2 separate regions of the Rattus norvegicus genome follow, and region 1 is linked to region 2. A link is a contact called in public Hi-C data. All regions are on one chromosome and are shown on one strand. The core of a region is the stretch at or near the end of the contact, and the rest is flanking DNA. Distances in the headings are between cores, read along the strand shown. Region 1 holds the start of Abca8 (ATP binding cassette subfamily A member 8). Region 2 has its middle 63 kb from the start of 1700012B07Rkl.

Region 1 (7,036 bases), core at 1,734-4,233, 130 kb before region 2:
ACATGTCGGAAAGAGAGAACCAGCCTTCTGACTTCCATAAATGCATTGTAGCCTACATGCACCCACTCTCTTTCCCAACGTTTCTGTCTCTCTCACACAATACGGGTGTCATAACATATAATGTATGTTTGCATGTGTTTTCATAATCTTTAAATACACCATACGTTTATATTTTTGAAGCGTTTTCTTAAATTGATGGCTGACATGATTTTAAAACAGAAATGTAACTAATTTCATACTCTGGTCTGGGATCATTGGTAACAGATTAAATGGACAGATTCATCCACACAGACTTCAAAATCACATCTTATCCTGTCAATGTCACCTGCTGGCTTGGTTGTTTTGTTGTCTGTCAAGCCAGGCATCAGTCAACTGTGCATGGAATGGTTGTGAAGATAGACCTCCCCTCATGAAACAAGCCTTAACAAAATTAGCACGCTAAATGTTCTCTGACCATAAGTGAATCAAACTACAAGTTAATAACTAAAGGGTAGAAGCTGAGGAGATGGCTCAGTGGGCAAACTGCTTGACTTATATGCACGAGTCCAGGTTTACATCACCGGGATTCACATAAGTGCTGGTGCATTAATACACTTTTGTCTCTAATCTTAATACTAGGGATCCAGAGACAGGAAAATCTCTGAATCTTGCTATCTAGACATTCTAGCCAAGTCAGTGAGCTACAGGTTCAGATGAAAGATTCTGCCTTAAAAAAAAAATACAGTGGTCTCTACAGGTTCTCTCTCCCCTTTGTTGGGCATTTCAGCTAATGTCATCCCAGTTGGGTCCTGGAAATCTCTTGCTTCCCTGGCATCTGGGACTTTCTAATCGTCCCCCAAACCCATTCTCTACCCTCCCTCCTACATCTGTCTATTCATTTTCCTGACCTGAGCCTGGTTAGCTGTTCTCCAAGAGGATCTTCTAGCACCTGACTAATACAGATATAGATACTCACAGCCAACCCTTATACTGAGCACAGGGATCCCAATGGAAGAGTTAGGGGAAGGACTGAAGGAGCTGAAGGGGATTGCAACCCCATAGGAAAAACAACAATATCAACTAATCAGACTTCTCAGACCTCCCAGGGATGAAACCACCAACCAAGGAGTATACAAGGATGGGTCCATGGCTCCAGCTACATATATATCAGAGGACTGCCTTATCTGGCATCAATGGGAGAGAGGCCCTTGGTCCTGTGGAGGCGTGTTGCCCCAGCATAGGGGGATGCTAGATGGGTGAGGCACGAGTGGGTGTGTGGTTGGGGGAAGCTCCTTCTTAGAGGCAGAGGGGAGGGACACTGGGATGGGGGGTTTGTGGAGGGGAGATCTAGAAGAAGGGACAACATTTGAAAGGTAAATAAATAAAATAACCAATAAAAGCTTAAGTTCACTGATTAAAAATTTTAAAAAAAGGTAAGTTTGGGACTAGAGAGGTATCTCAGGGGTCTGTTGGCTCTTGCAGAGGACCCAGATTCAGTTCCCATATGGTGACTCACAATCTGTAACTCCACTTCCAAGGGCTCTGACACTCAACTCTGAACCCCAAGGACACAAGGTATGCACGTGATGCATGCACGTGCCTACAACCAAAACACCCAAACACATAAAATAAAATAAATAAACTTTTTAAAGTAAAGAATGTATAGGAATACAAAGAGAAACCCTGTCTCGAAAAACAAAATACAATTTAGTGGATTTATTTTTTAATTGTCTGAGAATTTCATACACATACTACGTTTACACAATTTCCCCTCTGATTTCTCCTGTGCATCCACACAACTGTCTTTCATATTCATGACATCTTAATTACTATTGTTGCACACACACACACACACACACACACACACACACACACGCATCTAAAGTCATTTGGTATTGTTCCTATGACCAGTTTTTGGGGGCTGACCCCTTGGAATTGGATAAAAGACAAGGGGACTGATTTCTGGAAAGAACTGGTTCTCTGTTCCTCAGCAGCCGTTTGATGCTTATATCTCTTTATCTAGGAGTGGATCCTTATGAAATGTCCCCTCTCCCTGCCAGCATATCATCTGCCGTTGTCATTATGTAAGTCTCCTTTAGGCAGCCATATTGTTGCAACCTCAGGGAGTGGCAATCCTGTCTTGAAGGTACTGTCCAGCAGCCAACAGCCTAGTCCTCTGATTTACATCCCTTCCTCGAGGATGTTCCCAGAACTTATGGCTGTACATAGTGCATCAAAACTGGGTGCCTCCTGGTCAGCATTTTGACCAGCTTTGGATCCCTCTAGTAACCTCCGTTGGACAAAAAAGGGAGCTTCTTTAAGAAGCATGAGAACTACACTCATCTGTAGCCATAAGAAGTATTTAGAATACGGTTAATATTTGTATTGCTTAAGAAAAATAGCAGTGGTAGGTTCTCCTCTAGGGTGTATGACCTCTACATCCACAGAGAGGTTTAGAACACCAAGCACAAATTCCTTCTGACTGAGAAGGGCTTAGTGTCCAATTAAACAGCTGTTGCTTAACCTCAAGGAAAATATGCCACAGTCGCACCCGTCAGAAATAATAAAATAACATATAATAAAATAGTGCGTTCATAACTGATGACTAACATTTAATAGGTTAGTGGCAATCGACCTGCAACAGTAACAGTAATATGGAGAGCACCTGATGGCGACGCTTGATGGCTATCTCCTCCCTTCAGGAGCAGAAGGGACCTCCGAGATAACCATCTCCAGTATCTAGAATCAAGACGCTAAGACTTATTCCATAAATCAATAGTAAAGACTAAAGCCCAATGGAAATTGGAAAACACACACACACACACACACACACACACACACACACACACACACGCACAAGAACTAAATGAAAGCAAAACTGAGAAATAAGATTGAAAATCTTAAGAGAAGGAGTCAGAAGCCCAGAGCTGTGGGTGGAGAGGACCCTTTTTGATGATGCAGCTCTCTGATTCACCTCCTTCTGGTTTAAAAGCAAAGCATTAACTGTTGCTGACAGCTCCAGTCACAGTGAGCATCTAACAGAATAGCTTAGGCATACTGCAAGCTTGGGAATATTGCATTTCCTCCGTTATACAGTGACATAGCCAGGTGACCAAATATAACTGGTACCGCCCTGCGGGGGCTGGGTGCACAACAGTAAGAGAGGAGCAGCCATCGCGGTCACGTGACCGTGGTGTTTGGCAAGACGATCGAGCCGAGGTCTTAAACTCCCGCTGAGAGCAGCCTTCGGTTGTGCTCACGGACAGCAAACAGTTAAACTCTTGAAAGGTGTTGGAGAGCAGGGGGAGGGGGGGGAGGTGACTCACTTTATTCTAAACAGTGCCAGCGAATAAATGGTGCTTCTGGAGCCCTTGCTTCGCATTTCCCTTCAGTAAGTTTCTGAGATTTTTGTCTTCCTTATCGGGTTTATTTGTTTGGGCATCGGGGCTATTATTGTCGTGATAATGAAAACTGAGCAGTTTTATGAGCCGAATGCTACCCGTCTGTGCCAGAGTTGTTTTTAAAAATCAATGAGCTGTTTTGGGATGTTTTGGTGTCTGGTGTGTAATATTAAATGGAGCAAGGTATTGGATTAAAATATGTCTTTAAAATATGCAGCCGTGATGCTCTGCTGAGCCATAACATGGGTGTGAAAATGAGCTGAAATTAGCCAACAGACTGTGAGGAGCTGAGGCACTGGGAAGCTGGTGCAGCCTCTGGAGCTGTTTGCTTTGATGATGTAATTTGACAGTTTGGGGTTACAAGTTTTCTGAGACTGCTTCCCAAGAGTGTTCACAGAACACTTTTGATGAATTCAGCCAACTGTGTCTGTTCCAGGATCTCTGACTCTTCTGACACCATGGGTGAAATCCTGAAATGGGTAGACTCTCCCATCAGCTCACAGCCTGACTTTGAATGCTCATCCTGGAGCACAGGAGTGCCAGGCTCCCAGAGCAACAGGGGAGGAGAAAAACTTAGTCTCTCTCACTCTGTCTGTCTCTCCCTCCCTCCACCTTTCCCCTCCTCCTCCCCTCCTCTCTCCTCCTCCCCTTCTCCATCCCCCTTTCCCCTCCCATCCACACTTAAACATCTTGGATATTATTTACTCCACGGATAAGGAGGATTCAAGCCTTTAGTCTTTCTACAAACCACAGAACACACACCAGGAGTGGACAGACAGGGGGCAATTTTGATTGACCTGTAAAATCAAAGAAGTTGCAGACACATTGCAGTCTCCATGCCCAGTGAGGCTGTGGCTGATTCTGTATTGAGATCTCTACTTAGACAACCCTGTACCCCAACTACACAGCCTCCTTAAAAGTTGTTCGCTCTGGGTTATCCGGACTGAGAATGATCTGTGAGGCTCCTTAGCTCCCATCCCTGGGCACTCCGACCTGATACACTCTTGGCATCTTTCCCTTCCTTCTCTCTTTCTGTGGGTTTTTCTCATTTCTTTCCTTGTCTGTCAGCCTTGCCTCCCAGAGCTTCCTTTCACAGCCCTATTCAGTTTCCTCCCGTGGCAGTAGCCCCTGAGCCTGCTTCAGTCATTGTGTCTCCCATTAGACTGGCCAGGACTTGTCACCTGAACTTTGGCTCTAGAAAACTTGCCACTGTGTGAGCTCTCTTGGTGAACATGAGGAGGACTTCCGGTAAGGACCCGCCCACTCCCCGGTAAGGACCCGCCCACTCCTCTTTGCTATGGGTGGTGCTCACTTTGGTTCTCAGGACGGAGCACCAGTGATGGAGCTTCTGACTGTGGTCAAAAAGCCCTGGGCCATTCACGCCCCTGGCATGTTTCCCAGAAAACTGAAAAGCATCAGATTCTGGGGGAATCTTCCCTTCCATACTTCAGTTTAGGTATCCTATTTCCTCCCTCAGGAAAAAAGCCTTTGAAGAGCATTTCCATCCCATAGTTTCCAGAAGAGGCTCACCAGAGCATGTTTGCACAGTATTGATTGTTGAAGTTGTAGCAGGAGGTGGTGTCATTATGCACTGAACATCTTCTGCAGGACATTTCACACTTCTGTTTAATGAAATGATATAGATATAGATGCAAATTCCCTTACCAAATTGCCCGTTGATATTTACACACAAACATACATGCCCACCCTCTCTCCTATAGATGGTCTTCACTCAGTGCTGAATTAGCTAAAGCTGTGATTTTTCTGTGCTCCTGTGGGAAAGGTCTGTTCTGTTCTGCTAGCAGTCTCTATGGCAGTCTTATTCTTCAGTCAGTTCTGGGCAAAGCCCCTGGGAGGCTTTCCTGTGTACCAGCTCACACACAAGACAAAGGATCATGAATTCTCAATCCAGATAAAGCCAGTCCAAAGCCACTGGACAGATGGAGTTTCTACCTCTGCCTCCCAGATAAAAGACCTCCCCACAGAAACCACTGTTCACTGGAAAGCTAATGTATCATTATTATTGGTAGACATAAATCCATTTGTGATTACCTCAAAGTTGAGTCACATTTCTGTATAATAAACAGATCAGTTAGAATTCATCAGGGAGCTCGAGTAGGTAGACAGTGCTCGTAAAAATATATCGTAATAAAAGCTGTTACATTTTTGTAAAATAAATTACAGTTCTTCAGGAAAATTAAGAGTAGCCATCGAAGATATATGATATCATTACAGTATGCCTTGAACAGGATAGGACATTGAGGGAAGGGAGACACCTTTATCAGTTCAGTAAAAGTTGATAAGAATATAAAAAGTAGGATGAGAATAAAGGGAAGTAAAATTAAACAAGAGAATAAAAACATAGTGAGACATTGTGCAAAGCAAAGGGTCATGCACGATTTAATTCACTTTTAAAATATTGTCATCTGTTAATCAGGTTTTAAATGGCAGAATAGCTGTCAGTATCTTATGAGTCAAACATTTAAAATGTCACCCAGGGTTTTAACAAACTAGATAAAGTTGTGCACAGACAAATGTTAACCAGGAGAAACATGGGGTGTCCATGTTTTTCTAAGAAATCCAAGTGCCCCTTCCAACTACATAGCTGGTTCTGTGTCTTAGGCTTTTCGCCATCCAGGTCTACTCTTACAACAGTAGGAGAGCGAGAGGAGGGCAAGCAGACAAACCCCAGGCCTCCATCATCTACAGCAGTCCCACTCTTCCCTTCTGTAGTCGAAACAATAGTCAGCTTTCTTTATTTATAGTGGTCATTTTATTTGTTTACATTCCAAATGTTGTCCCCCCTTCCAGGGTTTCCCTCTGCAAGCACCCATCCCATCCCCTCCCCTTTGCTTCTGTGAGGGTGCTCCCTAACCCACCCACCCACCCACCCACTCCTGCCTCACCCTCTAGCATTCCCCTATGCTGGGGAATGCACCCTCCACAGGACCAAGGGTCTCCCCTCCACTGATGCCAAATAAAGCCACCCTCTGCTGCATCTGCTGCTGCAGCCATGGGGTCTCTCCATGTGTAATTTTTGGTTGGTTTAGTCCCAGGGAGCTCTGGGGGGGGACCGATGTTGATTGGTTGATATTGTTGTTCTTCCTATGGGGTTGCAATCCCCTTTAGCTCCTTCAGTCCTTCTCCTAACTCTTCCCTTGGGATCCCCATGCTCAGTCTAATGGTTGGCTGCAAGCATCAGCATCTGTATTGGTCAGGCTCTCAGGAAACAGCTATAACAGGTTCCTGTCAGCAAGCACTTCTTGGCATCAGCAATAGTGTCTGGCTTTGGTGTCTGCAGATGGGATGAATCCCCAGGTGGGGCAGTCTCTGGATGGCCTTTCCTTCAGCCTTAGCTCCATTCTTAGACTCTGTATTTTCTTTAGACACAAAAAATTCTAGATTAAAATTTTGAGGTGCATTGGTGGTCCCATCCCTCAACCAGGGGTGGTGCCTAACCTCTGGATATGGTCTCTGTTGTCATTTTTAAGTCTCTTGATCATGGGGAGCTCTTGTGCAGGTAAACCCAGCTGTTATCCTCTGTGCAACAGCTCTATCAGGACTCAAGTCCAGCCCTTCAGAGCACTCCCCTCACCCTTCTTCAGAGCACTCCCCTCACCCTTCAGAGCACTCCCCTCACCCTCAGGTCCTTCATT
Region 2 (7,727 bases), core at 4,921-7,420:
GTTCATTATCATCAAGGTAGGATCATGGCAGCATCCGGGCAGACATGTGGCGAGAGACAGACAGAAGACTTGGCTCTCACACGGTTAAGAGGAGGGTCTCATTGCCCACCCCCACAGTGACACACTTCCTCCAACAAGGCCACGCCTACTCCAACAAGGCCACACCTCCTAATCAGGCCACTTCCTGGGCCAAGCATATTCAAACCACCACAGGGGCAGACTGCCCAGGGGAGTTCTACCCCTGGCCAGGTGGTCCTGAATCACATAAGAAAGCAAGCCTAACAAGCCACAAAAGTGAGCCAGGAAACAGCAATGTCCCGTGGTCTCTGCTTCGGTTCCTGCCTCCGGGGTCCTGCCCTGGGTCATGGTGCCCATCACAGAATGAGATAGCAAGCCAGAGTGCCAAGCAAGCCATTAAGAGACTGCCTGTCTCAACCCACTGTGTATCAGTCTCTGTCACAGGATGGCACACCACATCCAACAGACACAACAGTCCTGTTTCCAGCCTCTCATCCCTGGTCAACCTCTTTCTTGTTTCACTACGAGTCTTCCAGTCATTTTTTCCTTCCTCTCTAGGAACTTTCGAATCTGCAACACCAACCCCAAGACTGCAGTTGGCTGCTGGGGGTATACCTCACTGGGTAGACTGTTTGTCTCTACCGACTACATAAAGCCCGCGAAAATCAAGCACAGTAATGCCAGCCTATAATCCCGGTAAGCACTTAGGAGGTGGAGACAGGAGGGTTAGCAATGGGAGTCTGAGTTTTATGAGACAAAGGGGTGGGGGTGACCCTTGGCTGCTCTTTCCGTTGGGTCCTTTCTACCCTGTGTAGTCAGAGCACAGGCATTTTGGCACCTTTGTACTGAGCTACTGTGGTACACTGAAGTCCACTCAGTGCTGCTGAAGGCTGGCCCACATGATGCCACACAGATACAACATGGACTTTGTAAATGCCAAGAGGGACAAGCATTTGTCCCCTTCTCCGTGGGGTTTTCATCCTTAGAGCTAGCTGCAAATGGGCAGTCTTCAATCGTAGGAGCCTGACTCCTATCACCCTAGGGGGTGACCTGGCATTCCACTCCAGACTGTTGGTGGAGCTGGGACAAACTTCGCTTGTTTCAGTGAAGTATAACCACTCAGAGGAACAAATAACCCCTTGACCAGCTCCAAGGATCTGCCAGTTCAAGCCCTTTGGGTTGAACCCTAGGGCTGAAAGGATGTCGCCATTGAACTACTCTTTAGAAACAATATATACATTCAGCAATGTATATATGTCAAGAAGAGATAACAGGAGCTTGTGGAAAATACTAATCCAAGTGAAGTCTTCCGATACTAATCGTCTCCAAGAGCAATAAGATGACCCCAAAAAATGAGACCCTGAGGCCCTCCACCAAAAACACTCTGGAATGAAAGAGAAGAATCCACTCATCTATCTACTAAGGAACAAGAATAAACACTGCTGCTCATTTTAATCTCTGCGTCCCCTCTGCGGAAAGGACAGAATTTTTAACATTTTTCTGATTCTGTTGTGTCTCGTATTTTTGAGTGCTCGTGACATTCAGAAAAGAAGAGAGATTTCCCAGAGGAAAGCCTGCTGTCGGCTCTCAAACTGGGCCATGAACTGACCCCACTGTCACGTTATCCATCTTCGGTGTCAAGACTCTGTTGCAAGATCTCCACGGGGCAAAATTCCATTACCCACCCACTGCAACCACCGCCAACAGTTCCTTCTGTGTAGAAGTTGTAAATGTTGTAGCCAAGGGTCCTGGGCACTGCCTCATAATCTGAGGCCTCAGAATTGTACACAGGAAAGCTGTCCTGATAATTTAAGAATCTCTAGAAGAGCTGGTTCTTGAGCAACTACTGCCTAAGTCATGACTCCAGCAACACATGCTCAACACTGGACACAAGTCAACAGCTTCCTGATTCAGAAAATGCAAACTCTTCAAGACGTGTCTAGACCTTTGTCCTGCACAAAAGCAGTATACCAGTCAAGAGAGCCTTCCACAGACTAAATAATGAAACTGGGTCCCCACCTTACTTCACATACAAAAGTGAACTCAAGAGTCCAAAAACATAAACTGGACCGTTGAAATGGTTAAAACCCTTCAGAGAGAACCTAGTCGTGAGCCTCTGGAGTTTGGATGAATCAATGCTTTCTTAGTAACCAGAAGAATGAACAAGAAAAACCCCAGAAGTAGGAGAATTTTTAAGTTCAAGTTCATGGTCAGTTCTCTAGCAAGTTTGAGGAAGCAGCCAGAAGAATGTGAAACCCCAGGGTCACACACATCCTATTGGTAACTTACCAGGTGCTGTTTATACTTACTGGAAGAGGAGTCTGGAGCAAGAAGCCCTCTCTTGGCTCAGTTTCAAGGACATTTATATCAAGTGTCCTCCAAGACCTCCCGTCCCAAGTCAGGCTGAACCCTGGCTCCAGATGAGGAAAGGGAAAAGCAGACAGATAGTAAACCATTCCCAACAGGGGTTGCTATGGTTTCCAATGGTCTGAGATGCTTGTAGAGAGAACAGGGAAGGCAAAAGCCAAGGCCTTCAATGGAGAGACACAGTCGGAACTCTGCTGATATAACCACCTCTTCCTGAGCCGGTTCCCGTCCTGTGTCTGCCGCTTGTAGTTCTTGCTTGCTATCTGTTTGTTTGCTTGTTCCACAATCAGTAAACTCAGGAAGGTAGTGGGATCAGAGACCTAAAAGGTGTAGAAGACAAGACAAGTGGTTCACGCAATAGAATAAACTGAGCAGGATGTGTTTCCAGGCATCTGCTCTGGGTTGGCAAAGAGGGAAGCAGAAAACCCTATCCCAAAATAAGCCAAGCCGGCTCTGGCAAAACAATACCAGCAGCCGTACACTCATGCCCACCTCCCCAGCAGCACTGAATCCACCTGTGTTTTTCATTGTTGTTTGTTTGTTTTTTTGTTTGTTCTGTGAGGGTGATTCCTGTGACAGAAGATGAACAGTGGTGGAGAGGAACCCCATTTTCTCACTCTTTGTCACTCAGAGGCTGGATTCCACACAAAGGGAAAATCTATTGTTTAAAACTGAGCTATTTGGGTCAAAGAACAGAGAGTGCCCACGAGTCAGGGAGTCTGAATTCAGCCTGACACAGCCCCAGGGTGAGAGGCCAATCATCCAGTCAGTAATCAGTCACATGGACTCAACAGAGAATTCTGGACCTCCACATCAAATCAGATACACTCAAACTAATAGAAGAAAAAGTGGGGAAGAATATCGAACACATGGGCACTGGGGAAATTTTCCTGAACAAAACACCAATGGTTCATGCTCTAAGATCAAGAATCGACAAATGGGATCTCATAAAACTGCAAAGCTTCTGTAAAGCAAAGGACACTGTGGTTAGGACAAAACGGCAACCAACAGATTGGGAAAAGACCTTTACCAATCCTACAACTGACAGAGGGCTAATATCCAAAATATAAAAAGAACTCATGAAGTTAGACTCCAGAGAGCCAAATAACCCTAATAAAAATGGGGTACAGAGCTAAAAAAAAAAAAGAATTCTCAGCCGAGGAATATCAAATGGCTGAGAAGCACCTAAAGAAATGTTCAACATCCTTAGTCATAAGGGAAATGCAAATCAAAACAACCCTGAGATTCCACCTCACACCAGTGAGAATGGCTAAGATCAAAAACTCACGTGACAGCAGATGCTGGCGAGGATGCGGAGAAAGAGGAACACTCCTCCATTGTTGGTGGGATTGCAAACTGGTACAACCATTCTGGAAATCAGTCTGGAGGTTCCTCAGAAAATTGGACATTGAACTACCTGAGGACCCAGCTATACCTCTCCTGGGAATATACCCAAAAGATGCTCCAACATATAACAAAGACACATACTCCACTATGTTCATTGCAGCCCTATTTATAATAGCCAGAAGCTGGAAAGATTACAGATGCCCTTCAACAGAGGAATGGATACAGAAAATGTGGTACATCTACACAATGGAGTGCTGCTCAGCTGTCAAAAACAAAGACTTCATGAAATTCATAGGCAAATGGATGGAACTAGAAAAAAATCATCCTGAGTGAGGTAACCCAATCACAGAAAAATACACATGGTATGTACTCATTGATAAGTGGCTATTAGCCCAAATGATCGAATTACCAAAGATGCATGAGACTCAAGAAGAATGACCAAAATGCAGATGCTTCACTCCTTCTTTAAAAGGGGAACAAGACTACCCTTGGGAGGGGATAGGGAGGCAAAGTTTAGAACAGAGGCTGAAGGAACGCCCATTCAGAGCCTGCCCCACATGTGGCCCATACATATACAGCCACCAAACTAGGTAAGATGGGTGAAGCAAAGAAGTGCATGCTGACAGGAACCGGATGTAGATCTCTCCTGAGAGACACAGCCAGAACATGTCAAATACAGAGGCAAATGCTAGTAGTAAACCACTGAACTGAGAACGGGACCCCCATTGGAGGAATTAGAGAAAGGACTTAAAGGGCTGAAGGGGCTTGAGACCCCATAAGAACAACAATGCCAACCAACCAGAGCTTCCAGGGACTAAACCACTACCCAAAGGCTATACATGGACTGACCCTGGACTCTGACCTCATAGGTAGCAGTGAATAGCCTTGTTGGGGCACTAGTGGAATGGGAGGCCCTTGGTCCTGCCAAGGCTGGACCCCCAGTATAGGGGATTGTTGGGGGGAGCAGTAACGGGGGGTGGGGGAGGGGAATACCCGTATAGAAAGGGAGGAGGAGGGGTAAGGGGGCTGATGGACAGGAAACCAGGAAAGGGAATAACATTTGAAATGTAAATAATACCCAATTTAATAAAAATGGAAGAAAAAAAGAGGAAACACAAAGAAGTAATAAATGCTCGAGAAAGCGCTCAACACCCTTAGTCATCAGGGAAGTACAAATTGGAACAGCTTTGAGAGTTCACCTCACTCCTGCCAAATGACTGTCATCAAGAAACCAATGTCACTAGTAGGGTCAGGGATTAGTGCTTGCCAGTGGGATGGGTCTCAGGTTGGGCTGGCTATTGGTTGGTCATTCTCTCCATCCCCTGTCCCCATATTTCTTATAGATAGACAGGATAAATTTTGGGTCGAATCTTTTGCGGGTGGGTTGGTGTCTCAGCAGTCTAGCATGGCTGTCCTCTGAAAGGCCACCTAGCAGCTGACTCATACAGAATGCAGACACCCACAGCCATAGCAGTGAATAGGGCTTGGGGACATTTAGAGAAGAACAGGAGGAAGGATTGTGGGCCCCGGAAGAGGTAGGAAGTCCACAGACAGACCAACCATGTCAACTAACTTGGACCCTTGGGGCTCTCAGAGACTGAACCACCAACCAAAGAACATACACAGGCTGGACCTAGGCCTCCCCGCACATAGGTAACAGATGTGCAGCTTGGTCTTCATGTGGGTCCTGACCAACTGGAGAGGGGGATATCCCCAAAACTGTATGTGAGATGTGTTTTTCTAGCTGGACTTCCTTGTCTGGTCTCCGTGGGAGAGGATGTGTCTAGCCTTGAAAAGACTTGATGTGCCAGGGTAGGGGATACTCAGGGAATGGCCCCAACTGCTCAGAGGAGAAGGGAAAAGGGGATGGGAGAAGGACTGTGGGAAGGAGTGACTGGGAGGGTGGCAGTGATCAGGATGTAAAGTGAATAAGTAAAAATAATAGTAGTAGTAGTAGTAGTAGTAGTAGTAATAATAATAATAATAATAATAATATAGCTAGCTGGAGATGGAAGCTAAGTGAAACTGAAGGTAAGCCAATAATCATGATGGTTGCTAAGGCGTTAAAATATTGAATTTAGAGTGATCTATAGACATTGATTCTATGTGAAAGTATGTGAGTACAAAATGTGGATTAAGACTAAGCTGCTCATATATATATATATATATATATATATATATATATATATATATATATATATGGAGAGAGAGGGAACACTCAGAATCTTTTATATTAACTAATAAAGGTATAGCTAGATATGACTGTTATTAATATAACATTTGACAAGCCAAATAGTTCAATTAACAAATTCAAGTATGGGGCGTGGGAGGCGGGGGGCGGATGACAACAGATGTTGGCAATGGCGGATCCCTTATCACTTCTGGGGAAACGTCAACTGGTGCAGCCACTCTGGAAGTCTGCACCGGGGTTCTTCAGAAACTAAAAATAGAGTTGCCGCATGACTCAGGGCCTTAGTTAGGGTTTCAGTTGCTGTGCTGAAACACCATGGCCAAAAGCAACTTGGGAAGGAAGATGGCTTAAGTGGTAGGATCTATCAGAGCAAGAGAAAGAGCACTAAACCATTGAGCAATGCACGGTTTCTGAGGAGCCGTGGAATCTCTTGGGTGTTAGAGCTTGTGGGACGAGAAAACAGTAGTCCTTTATCTTTCTTGGACGCCTCTTCTTATGCATTATTATTTGTTGAAAGCTTCCTTTTAGCACCAAGCACCCACCCTCTGTGAGTTCAGTACAGGTGATCCATGACCTAGGTTCAGTTGATTTAGGATTTTCCAAATCCTTGCTAGGCAGAAGCAGATCTATTCCACAGTTCCACTGTCTCCACTTTCAAAATAATACTCAGTAAGCTGCATGAGATACTCAACACTTTCAATATAAAGGCAAACTTTGCCCTGACTTTTCTCCCTCTGTGGGTTAATAGCCTGACGACTGCCCTAATTAAGCTGTGTGCTGGGCAGGTGAATTATACTGGTTACATTTTCACCTTAAAGTATGTTTGCCAGGACTGTGCCACATCTAACGCTGAGAATCATTTATATTAGACTTAGCTCTTTACAAAAGCCTTATACTGCCACGCTACGCTATTGTAGGATGATGTCATTACGCAACAAGGCGGGTCCAGGATAAGGCGTAGCCTATCATTGGATGAGAAGAAAGAGTAAGGGGCGGGGGGAGTCTAGGAAGGAGAGAGGAGGAAGAAGAGCAGAAAAAAAATCAAGATGGAGACAACAGAGCAGGATGATCCAGATCCAGGTGGCCCGGTTTGATTTTGTCTTGCCTGGTGGGCAGTTTAAATCTTTATTAATTTGCAGTGAATTTGTTGTGTGGATGTCTTGCGGATTAGGAATTTAACATGTAAATCTAACTGCTAAATTACAAGTTTCTGGAACGTTGATGTCACCGGGCTAAAGAGGACAGTGTGTGAAAGAAATGGCTGAGAGGCAGTTGGAGCGTGCGGATCTGGTTCTGTTTGTGCAGAGTGAGAATGCACAGGGCCCACAGAGCGAGGTGCATGTGTGTGTGTGTGTGTGTGCGCACGCGCGCGCGCCAGGTGTGGTAACTACCACCTAAGGGACAGACCTCGATGAGAGGGAGGTTAAAGGGAGACAGCGAGCTGGGAGAGTGCAGTTTGCGGACAGCGTGGTAGAGTAGCAGCCAGAGTGAGCGGATTCAGCTCCAGGGAACTGATAGAAAACATTGCTTTGTATTCTTACTGCAACACGCTATTGTATATGCTATTTTGTTTTAGTCACACTAAGGAAACTTAGAATAACTTAAGAGTCACTTAGCACTAAACAGCAGACATAAGAATGGGAACGCCTTTCCTTCAGTCTCTGCTCCACTCTTCTTCGTCCCTGTATTTCCTTTAGACAGGAGCAATTCTGGGTAAAATTTTTGAGATGCATGGGTGGCCCCATCCCTCAACCGGGGGCTATGCCTAAACACTGGATATGGTCTCTACAGGTTCTCTCTCCCC

What was found. Hi-C and Micro-C count contacts between places; a contact is called where the count stands out from the background.
Region 1: a contact with region 2 is called in a Hi-C map of the A7r5 cell line, with 1.7 times the contacts expected there. The contact joins the promoter of Abca8 here to the enhancer-like site in region 2. A contact is called at or near these places in 2 of 12 Hi-C or Micro-C datasets (the A7r5 cell line and psoas muscle).

What each region holds. Positions count from the first base shown.
Region 1 is chr10:95,486,594-95,493,629 of GRCr8, reverse strand. It overlaps Abca8 (ATP binding cassette subfamily A member 8), which reads left to right and starts at 2,983. Exons shown (of 39, transcript XM_039087437.2): 1 at 2,983-3,370.
Region 2 is chr10:95,363,019-95,370,745 of GRCr8, reverse strand. No RefSeq gene overlaps it. Among named protein-coding and RNA genes, the nearest start is that of 1700012B07Rkl, 63 kb to the right of the region's middle. Within about 2 kb of position 6,170, at least 7 of the 93 cell types and tissues checked have an H3K27ac peak or open chromatin away from gene starts, as enhancers often do. A contact at or near this core is called in the A7r5 cell line, where this site is marked.